Regions from separate parts of the Sus scrofa genome. Here regions 1 and 2 are each linked to region 3. A link is a contact called in public Hi-C and HiChIP or PLAC-seq data. All regions are on one chromosome and are shown on one strand. Each heading gives the region's core, a stretch centred on a gene start, on an enhancer-like site or on the middle of the called end of the contact. The rest is flanking DNA. Distances are from core to core; before and after follow the strand shown. Region 1 holds the start of DMTF1 (cyclin-D-binding Myb-like transcription factor 1). Region 2 holds the start of CROT (carnitine O-octanoyltransferase). Region 3 holds the start of TMEM243 (transmembrane protein 243).

The links. Hi-C and Micro-C count contacts between places; a contact is called where the count stands out from the background. HiChIP or PLAC-seq counts read pairs in DNA pulled down with a chosen protein or histone mark.
Region 1: a contact with region 3 is called in an H3K27ac HiChIP or PLAC-seq map of skeletal muscle. The contact joins the promoter of DMTF1 here to the promoter of TMEM243 in region 3. A contact is called at or near these places in 1 of 5 promoter capture datasets (fetal liver), 14 of 47 Hi-C or Micro-C datasets (alveolar macrophages, embryonic fibroblasts, fetal heart ventricle and 7 more) and 2 of 2 datasets of contacts at active chromatin or transcription factors (alveolar macrophages and skeletal muscle).
Region 2: a Hi-C map of skeletal muscle shows a contact between it and region 3, with 4 times the contacts expected there. The contact joins the promoter of CROT here to the promoter of TMEM243 in region 3. A contact is called at or near these places in 3 of 47 Hi-C or Micro-C datasets (heart right ventricle and skeletal muscle) and 2 of 2 datasets of contacts at active chromatin or transcription factors (alveolar macrophages and skeletal muscle).

The regions. Positions count from the first base shown.
Region 1 is chr9:93,460,219-93,464,573 of Sscrofa11.1, forward strand. It overlaps DMTF1 (cyclin-D-binding Myb-like transcription factor 1), which reads right to left and starts at 2,911. Exons shown (of 17, transcript XM_021063471.1): 1 at 2,710-2,911. It overlaps LOC102166910 (a long non-coding RNA gene), which reads left to right and starts at 2,930. Exons shown (of 3, transcript XR_001304172.2): 1 at 2,930-3,046.
Region 2 is chr9:93,306,284-93,310,749 of Sscrofa11.1, forward strand. CROT (carnitine O-octanoyltransferase) reads right to left here and starts at 1,867. Exons shown (of 18, transcript NM_001243217.1): 1 at 1,459-1,867; 2 at 1,125-1,214.
Region 3 is chr9:93,392,175-93,396,369 of Sscrofa11.1, forward strand. TMEM243 (transmembrane protein 243) reads left to right here and starts at 1,521. Exons shown (of 5, transcript XM_005656707.3): 1 at 1,521-1,601; 2 at 2,228-2,509. The coding sequence starts at 2,432.

The sequences.
Region 1 (4,355 bases), core at 1,661-4,160, 69 kb after region 3:
GAGAAAACTACTAAAAAAGAAAACTCCATTTTGAGAAGGCAGGCTAACATCTCTGTGTTAGCCTCTATCTATAATACTAAAACAAGTGGAACTCTTCCTAATCTTTATTGTTTTGATGTCTTTACAACAAAACACACTTCCCAACCCCCTCCTATTTGAATATCTATGTGCCAGGTTGTAAATCCCTAGGGACACTTATTTCACATTATCTTTTCATCCTCACAAGGGTTAACTTAAGCCAATGTACTTAATGAAGCATAAAAAAACCAACTGTTTAAAATAATGAGATGTTATTTTCAGGACATCAAAGTTTATTACAACATTAATAAAAATTAGGGTCTGTAGATGTTGGAGAGTTAAAGTGAGTAGAAAGATGAACATTAGAGAAAGGTAAGGACTAGTTTTGTTCTTTTTATTTCACTGTTAACTGGTAATATTTACCTAATCTTACAAATATACTTCTCTCTCCCTACTGTGGGGTAAATGAGATTAAATTGTGTCCAACTAACAAAAAAAAAAAAAAAAAAAGAAGCCTGTGAAAACAAGAGAGCTTTAAAAAGGAAAGGAAGAAGACTAAAAGAGGGCACCTACCTTTCATTTCCCAGCCATGCTCTGCCTTCAAAGCTCAAATCCTAACCAACACTCTTTTGTGATTGCTTCCCCTCAAAATACTTCTAAAACCTGAATACCTAGAGAAAAATGTTTATATAGCATATATTTATTCATATTAACTGCTCAAAGGATGGACTTAAAGTTCTATGTAAGTACGCAATGCCCAGTACTTACTGATTAACTGTTGATGAAGACAGGGCAATAGCATTTTGGCTCCACCATCTAGCTCAAATGCAATCAAATAAAGATTCACGCAGAATATGCAGGTTCTAGATCAGTCCCAAAAAGCATATTTTGGGGTGAGCCTATCAACTAAAATAGTAAAAAAAAAAAAAAAAAATTAGCTTGTTTGGTGGCACATAAAAGTACTAGTATATGGGAGTTAAAATATAAAGATTATCATGAAACACGAAATATATTTATTTTCTTAAATAACAGGTAATTTTTTTTCCCAGGAAGGATCAAGCTAGTATTTGTCCCTTGTGAATGAAGGGAAAAATCTTTATTCTCATACCAGATTTTACTCTACAGCCTGACAATTTCTGCAACACTAAGGAATGTAAACCTTAATTTATTCTAAACCTTAACTACTAAATCTCAACCTAACAAACATAATCTTACTACCACTACACCATCAGAGCAAAAAGCTGTTCTTGGTGTATTATTACCATAGTCTAAATATTTAAGGGGTAGTAAATTACTAAATAAGTGAATAATAAATGCAGTAATAATAAGTTATTTGAAACATAAATTTAAAATCAGCTCAAAGGAAAAAAATCTGAAGTAACGAAAGAAACTGAAAATCTTTCACTGAAAAATAGTTTTTCTGTTGATAAAACTTTCAACACAAAGGAAGAATTAAACTACAGCTTAAAAGCTATAAACGGTTGTCTTTCACGAATTCAAAATAAAGGCAAAAATCAGTAAAAGATAAAATAGTTCCAAATGGTGTTGTTCTAAGCGTAACATACTGAATATTAGACAGTAATCCTACAGAACACGCATTTTGTTAAATAGCCCAAAGAGAAGCCTCACCTACTGTCGGAAAGAAGATACACGAAGATGAATCAAGTTACGAGAAAAGCAACCACACATTGATCAATCAGGGAAAGAAAGTCCTGACCTATATTTCAGAGATTTATCACCTCTCCTTATCTACATCCAACTGTTTTTATTACAAAAACACATGCTGTATCATTCAACTGCAGAGAACGGCACTTGGCCACTTTTATTTTCAAATCTATGTTGTAGTTTCCCTGAAAAGATTCTCAAACTCTATTTTAAAGGATGAAGAAGATTAAAACAAAAAAAAATTTTCTTTGGAACTAGGCAAAATACAATTCCTAGTTTGCAATCGCATTTTCCTGGTTTCTGCCGGGTTAGGTCTGTCTCCCAGCACTCCAGCCCGTCTTTCCCTTCAAAAAGAGACTCAGGCTGACAGAGAAGGTTTGTCCGGCAACAACGATCCCCTCGGCCTGGGCCACGAATAAGTGAGCGAGAGTGAACCTCAAAAAAATGGGAGTAGAGTCGAAGACGCAAACAAGGTAAAAGGGAAAAAAACCGGGTGGAGTAGGGCGAGACCCGCCCCAACTCTCTCCATTCCATCCAAGCCCACTTCTCCTTCACTGGGTGATATAATTAAACCGAAAAGCTAACGAAAATATTAAAATTAAACAAGAACCCTTCGAGAAAGCAAGGAGAGCTTCCTAATCTCCGCCATCCCAGGCCCGAGTCTCTAGCCTAAGCTCTCGGCCCACCCCACCCCCAGGGGTCCCGGCGCCATTTAGCTCCTCCGAAGCCGCCGCCATTTTCCGCCCCCGCCGATTGCTAGCTGTGGCTCGGCGGCCGCTCGCTACCCTGCTCTGTAGCCCACGCCACCGCCGCAGGCCCGGCCCCGAGAGGGAGGCCCTGGCCTGAGCGTGCGGGACGGCAGCTTCAGCGTCACGAAGGCCCATCTCCGACCCCGCCCGCGGTGCCCCGACGCCGGCAGCTGGCGCCGGCCGGCGGGAGCAGGCGGGAAGCAAGGGGGCCGGACAGGCTCCACTGGGCGGAGCGGCCCTAGCGGCGGTTGGGACCTGAAGGTTCCATCGCACTTACTTCCTGTTTTGGGTCCGGGCACTTTGGAAGAACCAGGATGGAGGCTCCAAAAAATACCAGGATGGAGGAAGCAGCCACGGGCAAGAGTGGCTGCAGCTGGAGTGAGCGAGCGCTACGAGCCACCGGAAACGGAGCTACGGCCGCGCCACTCCCCCAGCCCCCGCACGCTCCCCCGCCCGGCCTCCTCTCTCTAGGGGCGGCTCTGCGCGCCTGACGCTTACGTCACTTCCGGCCAAGTTGGAGCGCGAAAAAGATTCCTGGTCATTGGAGCTTCAGTCCCCGTCTGAATGGGATTTGTTTATGGTCTGCTGTTTTCCTCTTCTCTTAGGAAATCTCGGTACTGATCATGCCGTTGCTAATACTATGAAGGAGAGCCTTTTTGGGCGCAACTGTGGTCGTCCTAGCTCAGGGCCGGTTGGGTCCCGCCAGCTGATTTTCTTTATTACCTTGGGGCTCTTGGCTGAGGGAGCCGCGGTGTGGAACGTCTTTCGAGCCGGGTCTGAGTGCAGATAGAAGCTAAGAATTGTGTGTCTGGGTTTTCTCACTTGGTCAGCCTTGCTGTAGGCGCGTAGACGTGTTACCTATTGGTCATGTGATGCAATTCTGGGTGAAATGTATCTTCTCTGAGCTTAGGAAGATGCTATTTTGTAGCGCACGGCAGGCCTTGTAAAGCACTGCTTTTTTGCTCTGGCTGCGCTTCAGTTACCTGGAGAGCTTTCCAGGCAAAACCGATACTCGGCCCCACCCCTAGGGAGTTTTTAAGCCTCCGGAGAACCCCTGCAAAGATTTTTGTTTTGAAAGAGTTCGGAAGGTTTAGTGGTCAGAACCCTGTTACAACTCTTTATGATTCTGACCTCAGTTTACTTGTTTTTAAACGTGGTTTATTTTACGCTGCTTCTCTTTCGCTACTGGGATGTCAGGAGTTTAAAAATTACAGTTGACACATGTTCTTGCATCCTACAACTGTGTGTAGGCTCACAATACATTGTCGCAATGGGAATGAATTCAGCATCAGTCGTAAAGGTCAAAAGAAGGCAACATGGGAATATGCACATCTTGGATGTTAATAATGCCTAGTGATTTCCTCTGTTTTGGCTTTTTTAAAAAAATTGTGTTATGCAACCTTGATTTCTTTCGAATTCAAAATGTAGCTGACTTTGTGGAAGTGACATTAATTCATCGAAGAAAGGGGAAGACAAGCAAACGGCACAATATTTGTTTAGATTTTAAGCCGAATGTATATAGTTTTCACCAGTAGTACATATTACCTGTTCTTCGGGGTAATTTTCTCACTGATAAATGTTGCATTTCACAAAAAGGAATGTAAAATGAGATAACATCGCACACCATTTAGAATAGCCAAAATTCACAACACTCACTGCACCAAGTGCAGATGAGGCTGTGGAACAATAGGAACTCTCATTCGTTGATAAAGGGACTGCACAATGGCATGGACACTTTGGAAGACAGTTTGCTGGTTTCTTCTAGAAGCAAGCATATTCTTGCCATATGATCCATTAATTGCTCCTTGATATTCGCCCCAAATAGTTGAAACCTTACTTCCATGTAAAAACCTGCACACATATTTATAGAAACTTCATTATAATTGCTAAAACTTAGAAGCAACCAAGGTGTGTATCTATTAC
Region 2 (4,466 bases), core at 617-3,116, 86 kb before region 3:
TACCTAATGACTCTGGCTGCACCACACTTTGACCATCTGTAAACATGGCTTCAGATCTAAAGGAAATGTAGATTCAGGCCTAAATACCAACTCTGTCACTTTCTAGCCATGTGCCTCCAGACAAATAACTAAATGCATGTGTAGAGAAGATACTCAAATCAGACAGAATTGTTATGATTTAATACCTGCAAAACCACATTATAAAAATAATCTGGTTGAGCTAACTATATCATACTAGGTGGAAATTCTTTGAATGGCTCCGCATGATTCTGCCCGTCTAATACCCAGAACCTGGGAATGTGAGATTATCACCTTTTTGACTGTGATGGTCTTATTGCACAACTGACCATAAACTAAGAATATCCAGGTGGGCCTAATCTGATTACTTGCGAGTTCAGGGGCAGAAAGCTTTCTCCAGGTGTGGCAGATGATGAGCCCGGGAGAATAAAATCATGAAAAGGATTGGAGGTAATGTTTGGCTTTGAAAACGCAGGTAGTCTTGTGGAACTGAGAGGCCCCAGCTGACAGCCAGTAAGAAAATGGGGACCTCATTCCTGTAACTGCATGGAAGTGAATTCTGCCAACAACTTAAATGACACTAGAGGTGGATTCTCCCCCAGAGCTGCCAGAAAACCCAGACCAACAAACTGATTTCAGCTTTGTGAGATCCTAAGCAGAGTACCCAGCTAAACCTATGCAGAATTCACAGCAATAGAGCTGCTAGTTAATAAATTTGTGTTTACCTGTTAGGTTTGTGATAAATTGTTACAGCAGCAATAGGAAACTAACATATGTAGAAAAGATAAGCTATTCTCCATATACATCCCTGCCAGTTACTAGATTCCAGAAAACTGAGGCTACCACCAATTCCATACTCACCAGTCTTAACTCACCATAAGTGACACAGTAAAAATACAAATTATCAGATTCTTTCATGGAGGATTATTTGTTCTGAATTCTCAATCACCAAGATGAAATAATACAATTCCAAAAAAGCTATAAATGCATTAAGAAAATGATGATGCTGGATTTAATTACAGTGGGCTTCCTGGGAGCAGTAAGATGCAGGCTGAAGTGGAAAAGAGAACCAGGAAAACAAGTAAAATAAATAGATTATCACATACCAGGACACCAAGATGAATTGTTTAGGATTGCCAGGAGCTTGTTGCAACAATTCTGTTTTGAGGTTACAGGGGTTTGAACTGGGCTGGTAACTGTGGGGAGGAAGAAAACAGCTTAACAATTGCAGGGGAAGGGGAATTAACAAAAACTGGTAAAAGAAGGTGGAAGACAACGTCGGGGCTGGGAGGCCCCAAGCCTCAAACTTTTGGGAATCACAGCAAACACACGCAAAAAGTCCGTCTGCCAGAGAGCTGTATAAAAATGACATGATTAACTAAGTTAACAACTAAGACAATGGCATTCCTTTCCATTAGACAGGATCCCGGAAAAAGGTACCTCCCAGTGCCCGGATATCTGGTGCCGGCGCCCAGTCGCAGGGCTACAAGTTCAAAGCTTGGCTCTAGAGACAGGAGTGGAAGGCGACGAGAACTCGGAGACTCCTCCCACCAACGAAAGGGCAGCTCCACACACTCAAGAAACCACCAAGTGAGAGAAATCCAACCAAGCACCACGACGGTCCAGCCTAGTGGCCCAAGTTCGAGGATTCCTCTCTGACTTGGGCAAGCGAGATGCCAGGTGGCAGGACACTCCCGCCGGGTTCTAACACCTCCGTTTCTCTACACTACGCTCCACGCTATCTAACTCTGTTCAAACTACTCCCCACCCCGAAGGGTCAGGGAAGGGAGGGTACGCTGACTCCGCGGGCTGGCTAGTCACTGCCCCGCGAGCTTCGCCTCCTCGTCTGCAGCCTATGGCTGCGCGGATCGGGTCCCTCACTCCTGCTCAGGAGCGAGAATTGGATGGAAAGTCGAGAGGGTCCCGCCCCACGGTCACCGGAGATCGGGGATTGGCTGGAAAGCCGTGTGGGTCCCGCCCTGTACTTGAAGCCAGGGGTGGAGGGGCGGGGAGTGGGAGTAGGGAGGGGGCGAGGGTGGGGGTGGAGCGAGACGGGCCTGCGCGCTGGTGGGACCGGGCCCCGCCTTCCCCGGGCATCTTCGCCGGGGCCTGGATTTTACGCTGCAAGCTTGGGAAAGGCTCGGCGGTGGAGACGGCCGAGACGTAGGGTCTTTACCCATCTAGGCTGCAGTGAACTGCTTGCTGTAGGAGGAGCACAGCGCCTTGTCCGGGACAAGCAGGCCGGCAGCGCTTTGCTCCCTCAGGTACCTAACCCTCTGGAATGGATGCAGGAACTGATGGCCTGTTTTCACCCAAGTTGTGCAACTTGGAGCTCTGTTTCCCTTGCTTTTTTACCCCAGCTTCTGGCTTGCCGGCCGTTCTTACCTCATCCCAGTGTGACGCTTTTTGTAATCCTCAAGCAAGAATTTATACTAGCGCCTTATAAGGGAATCTTACTGTTCACCCGGGTCCTAGGAAGAGAACAGTATCTGCGTAGAATACTTCTTGACCTCGCTTTTCCTGTATCCACTAAGGCTGAAGTTTGCACAGTGTAGAGGTGCTGCCTAAGGTCCTTGACACCCCCAGGGACTCACACAAGCGTGAATTTGATCTGATGTCTTTGAGTATCTCCAAGAAAAGGAGTTTTTAACCAGAGGGAACTAGGAAAGTACTAGGGAGATCAAAATGTAGTTAACTTAGTTTCACATGCAAATCTATCTTACATGTATTTCCTGAAATAAAATATAGTTTTAATTCTTCATTTTAAATACACTTTCATTTTTTTTCTTAAGGCTTCACCTGTGGCATATGGAGCTTTCCAGGCTAGGGGTGGAATGGGAGCTGCGGCTGCCGGCCTACATTACAGGCCAGCAACTGCCAGATCTGAGCCTCATCTGCTACCCATGCAGCAGCTAGCAGCAACGCTGGATCCCTAACAGACTGAGCCAGGCCAGGGATCAAACTGGCATCCTCAAGGAAACTATGTCGGGTTCTTAACCCGCTGAGCCACAATGGGAACTCCACATTTCATTTTTGTGGAAGAAAAGACCAATATTTCACAGTGGCTCTGAATTGGATATTAAAGGTAAATAACTGAGTTTCAAATGAATATGTCATTACAGGTTGCAATCCTTTATCTGTCTTTTCTAACTTCCTTGATAATGAAATCTGACCTGAAAGGAACTGAGACTGTGCATAATTGAATATTCACATGTGGATATGTTATTTTTATTTTATTTTTATTTTTTGTCTTTTTGCTGTTTCTTGGGCCGCTCCCATGGCATATGGAGGTTCCCGGGCTAGGGGTCCAATCGGAGCTGTAGCCACTGGCCTACACCAGAGCCACAGCAACGCGGGATCCGAGCCGCGTCTGCAACCTACACCACAGCTCACGGCAACGCCGGATCGTTAACCCACTGAGCAAGGGTAGGGACCGAACCCGCAACCTCATGGTTCCTAGTCGGATTCGTTAACCACTGCGCCACAACGGGAACTCCAAAAGTTTGTTTTTCTAAACCTGTTCAGTAATTTCATCAAATATTTGACTTGACAGTCACTAACAAGCAGGTGCAATAACTGGTTATAAATCTGAGGAACCAAGTTGGTAAATTTGAATAACTATGTTAAATTCTTCAGCAAACCTTTGGGGCTTCTGAGTTACTCAGATACTCTTTAACTAGGGCTCTCAGTTTGGCCTTTGTCCAGGGAACACAAGAAATTTGGGGGTTTTTTTGGACCCTCGGCAGAGTTAACTTTAAAGGGACAGGTGGCTGCCTTCAGAAAAATGGGGGAGGGGAGGGAGAGGAGTCAGAAGTTTTCTTGTTTTTCTTTCTTTGTCCCCGCCCTCCCAGATCTCTGAAATATTTACATTACATGGTCTTACAAATGACTGCTTTAAAATGTCAAGGACAACATTTTTTTTTCTTTTGTTGTTTGTTTGCCTCAATTTATAAATTGTATTTTGCAGAGAAGCAATATTAGAGTCCCTGATAATGCTTTGAAGCCTCAAAATATTAATCGAAATATATGTCCCATTAAGTTTGGACAGTTTTAGAGCCATAGCTGTCTAATTCAGCTTGTCTGAGGAGTTTAAAAGTTCCTCATAAAGGCCATGAGAGGTTTTTTTTCCTGTAGAGAAAAAAGAAAAATTCCTCAACAACAACACAGTTACAATAGGGACAGCCCAGTTCCAAAAGGAATCAGGCTAAAAGCACAGTTCCATTGACCAGCTGATAGAGTTCCAGCAGGAACAGCCCCGTTCCCAAGGAATTGGGCCAAAGGCCAAATGGGCACTCTCTGGAGGGACAAAGCCTTTAAACAGATCCTACAGAAAGCCTGGAGAGCTGAGAATGCAAAGAGCTTGAAATCCAAGAGAGACACCCTCCGACTCCAGGATCAGTGAGAAAGCAGTGAGCTCAGTGGGCCCTGGGACACCAGCACGCGTTTGC
Region 3 (4,195 bases), core at 271-2,770:
AGGTTAGATTACTTTCCCAAGATCACATAGTTTGTAGATGGTGGGGGCATCAGGGTTTGAGGGCAGATGTGATCAACCTCAGAGCTTGTGCTGCTGGTCATGCCACTGTACCTTCTCCTTTCTCTGTATTGTAATCACATGTCTGCATCTGCTGCTCCAAACTCAACAATGTGACCTTGGCTGTCTCTGGATCACTTTATTTATTTATTTATTTATTTATGGCAAGAAAAAGATTTATAAAGATAGGACACTTGTGAGAGATGCAAGCAGGCAGGCACCTCTCTGGATTACTTTTTTTTTTTTTGTCTTTTCTAGGGTCAAACTCACAGCATAGGCTAGGGGTCTAATGGGAGCTGTAGCTGCGGGCCTATACCAGAGCCAGAGCAGCGCAGGATCTGAGCCGCATCTGTGACCTACACCACAGCTCACGGCAATGCTGAATCCTTAACCCACTGAGCAAGGCCAGGGATCGAACCCACAACCTCATGGTTCTTACTCGGATTCGTTAACCACTGAGCCACAATGGGAACTCCTGGATTACTTTAAAACTCTGGCGGTTGCCTGATACATAGCCTGTGCTCAAAAAGTATCTGTAAATGTGCAGTAAATGTGCTGCACAGTGAATGAATAAAATTATTTATTGGGCCAAACTGCTAATAGAGATGGTGCAAGATTGTGCAGCATTCCTCTTAGAACAAAAAGTCCCAAAGAGAAGATCATTTATAAAATACATAACTGCTAGATTAGATATATACACCATACCCATTTATATCCAGTGTTGTAAATTTCAAACCTATAGCTCTGTGGTTCTCCGTCCATCCCTTGTCCTAATCCGTTGTCCTAAACTCTAGAGGAACCACCGAGAATCTTTGCTTGGATTCCAAGTGTTACATGGCTCCACTGTTCCAACATGGTCTCTTCCTGCACACAAACGAAGTCAGAGCTCTTCTCAATGTAGGAGTTGTATTGTCCAAGCAACCTAGCATAGTTGCATTTGTTTCCCAGTACTATAAACGCCCCCAAATCCAGAGGGACGCTATGTTGCCTAGGAGGTAGAAGAAGAGGCTGACTGTCTGCACCTGTGCTTAGTTGGCATTATAACCAGCAGGATGAGTGGACAAGCATTACTGAAAGAAGCATTACTCCTCGACCGTTTGTCTCCACGACACAGGTTCCCTCTCACAAAACAAACATACAAACAACCCTAAACCATATTTATCAGCGATCCCCTTTCCGTCCTAGTTGTGAAAAGACTGAGGTGGTTAAAGCAGGCCGGTTGTTTTTGAGACGCTTTCAGCCCAGTGCAAGGCTATCTTCCGAAATGTGCTTTGCCCACGTGGGTCGCGCAGGCGCTAATTACTAAGAGGCTGAGAAACTGGGAGCCGAGGAGATAAGCGGGCCGGCGGGGAATGAACTGGCACCACTAGAAATAAAGCTCCGCGGCCAATGCGGCGTCTTGGCACGCGGGATTGGTGGCCTGGGCCGTGACGTGGCCTGGGCGGGCCAAGTCGGTTTGCGACAGTGGCCTTGGGGTCCCGGCCAGGGGAGCCGCACGTCCGCTCTCCGCGGGCCGGGCCGGTCACTTTCCCGCCGACGCCTCGGTACGGAGTTTCCGCGCGGGCGTGGACAGGGACCCGTGCTTTCCCGCGCGGCCAGGACTCCCCAGCGTGCGGGCGGCAGGGACGCCGAGGTTTGGCCTGCCGGCGCAAGGCGGATCCGAGAGAGTGGCCCATTTGAGCCGGGCCAAGGTGGGATCCCCTCCTCCTGCTCCGAAAGCGCGAGGGGAGCGCGCCGGCCCGCGGGTACATGCAATCCTCGAGCGGGGATCCGAATCGCTCCGCGCTGCCGCGATCTGAACGCGCAGCGCTGCGGGAGGGGACGCAGAGCCCTGGGCTCTGCTCCCGCAGCTTCACTTCTCCGGCAGTTGGGGAGAGAGGGTTGGGGCGGGGCGGAGGGCTTGTAAGGGTTTCTCCCAGAAAAACTTTTTTCCCCCGCTGAGCCTGAAGAGGTACGTGCTCACGGGAACATTTAGAAAGCACGGGAAATTACCGTGCCACTGGGAGGGGTGGCGAAGAAAGAGAAGCGGGTAGCCCGGGGAAGCCCATTCGCTCCGCCCGCTGCGGCACGAGCCAGGCTGACCCTGGGCTGAGATTTGGGGAAGCGGGCGGGGCGGGGAGGCTGGCCCGTCGGCCACGCGGTGTTTGTTTCCTTTCACTTCCTGCGGCAGCTGCTGAAGATGAAGAGCGGAGCGGGGCTCAGGCTGAGCTGCCTTATCCCGTGGGTCTGAGCGCCCACCCCCGCCGCCGCCGGGACTGCGGCCCCCTGGGCTTCGGCAATGAGCGCTCGGTGACTGCGACTCGTGGACCCGGGACTTCGGGAGGCAATGCTGGTTCGGCTTTGAGTGCCTTGGGGACAGCGAATAAACCCTAAAATGGAGGACTTTTCTACCAGGACCTACGGCACCAGTGGCCTGGACAACAGACCTCTGTTCGGAGAGACGTCGGCCAAGGTGAGTGCGGCCTGGGTGCCTGTGTCTGTGTCTGTCCGCCCTCCGGCCTGGAGCCTTTCTGGGACGTTCTGCGGCCCCTGAAGGCACTTGTAGCAAGAAAAGAGCTGCTGATTCTTCAACATCAGTTCAGTCCCTCTCTAGGTACTTGCTCTGTTCCTCGCCTCCTTTGGGACAGGGTTGCGCAAGAGCCTTGAGGGCTGGGGTGGAGAAAAGTTTAGAAAGTTCTCGTCTGTGCGGGGCACGGTGGGGGGATGGGTGTGCTTCTTGGGTGTGCGGAAGCGGCCCGCCCCCCGGGCAGGTAGTTGGGTGTTTGCACATCCGCCGTGCAGGTGGAGTGCTGCTCTTCTGAGAGGCTTCACATTTGCGCCTGAGGCCTCTGTAAGAGCCCTGGAGAGGTGCTTCTGATTGTGTTTATGTAGAAGCCTTAAGGGTTTACTGCTGAGGCAGCCTGGCAGAGAAGAGGACAGGCGTGAAATGGGATTTCTTTGATGGGGCTCCATTACAGGAAGTGATCAAAGGGTCTCAGACCCAAACAAGCTAATAGTATGTTATTTTAGGCTTTTAAAAAGTATCACGTCTTCTTACAAGCTTAATCATGTGATGTCCTGGGCCAGGAATTGAAGAGAGCTACTTTCCTGTCCCCGGCATTAACTTTTTGTGTCATTGGGGCAAGATAAGCCTGTTCAGGTATTTTTGTTTTTTGTTTTCCCCCCACTCAGAAAGTGGCATTGGTGATTTTTGACCCCTGACAAAGTGCTTTCAGGCTCTCAAAAAGGAGGGCACATATGGAGTCCGGAACTTCTTGGGTTTCTGGGCTCTGGCAGGGACCTCTTTAGGAGAAAGGATAGGGAACTTGTGCACCAGACAGCCTGGAGCGGAACCCTGAATTTGGAAGCTGCCAGGAGACTACTACTTTATTGTTATTTTAAAATTACATGTGGATTTTTTTTTCTTTTTTCTTTTCTTTTTTTTTTTTTTTTTTGTCTTTTTTCTTTTTCTAGGGCCGCTCCCGCAGCATATGGAGGTTCCTAGGCTAGGGGTCCAATCGGAGCTGTAGCCACCGGCCTACACCACAGCAACAGGAGATCCGAGCTGAGTCTGCAACCTACACTACAGCTCACGGCAACGCCAGATTCTTAACCCACTGAGCAAGACCAGGGATTGAACCTGCAACCTCATGGTTCCTAGTCAGATTCGTTAACCACTGTGCCACAACGGGAACTCTGGATTTTTTTTTTGTTTTCAAAGTGTTGTTTTGAGAAAATGTTTTAAGCTTGATGCTCCTTGTTTATTCTGTGGCTTTGCGTAATCCCCGCCCCCAGTGCACCTGGTTTGAGAAGCCTGGCTCTGGTCCAGTAGATAGATAGCCCTATTTCTGCAAACATATTGAGCATTATGTGATAGGCCCAGGGGGTCCAGGGAGTCCAGGTAGTTGGGGGAATATGTAAGCAAGTGTGATGCAGTTGGATCTGTGCTAGAACAGGGGCGTAGGGGGGCATGTTGGAGTACCGAAGAGAAAGTGCTCACTTTGGTAAGCTGGGGAAAGGTCTGAGAGGACGGATTCTCCATTCAGAGTGTCTGGTAGCCTTTGGCTTTCAGATATGAATGCCCCTAAATTGGGGTTTGACTAGAAGAGGATTTGGGACCTGGAGAGGAGAGGCAGCATGCTGCTTGAAGGGGTAGGAT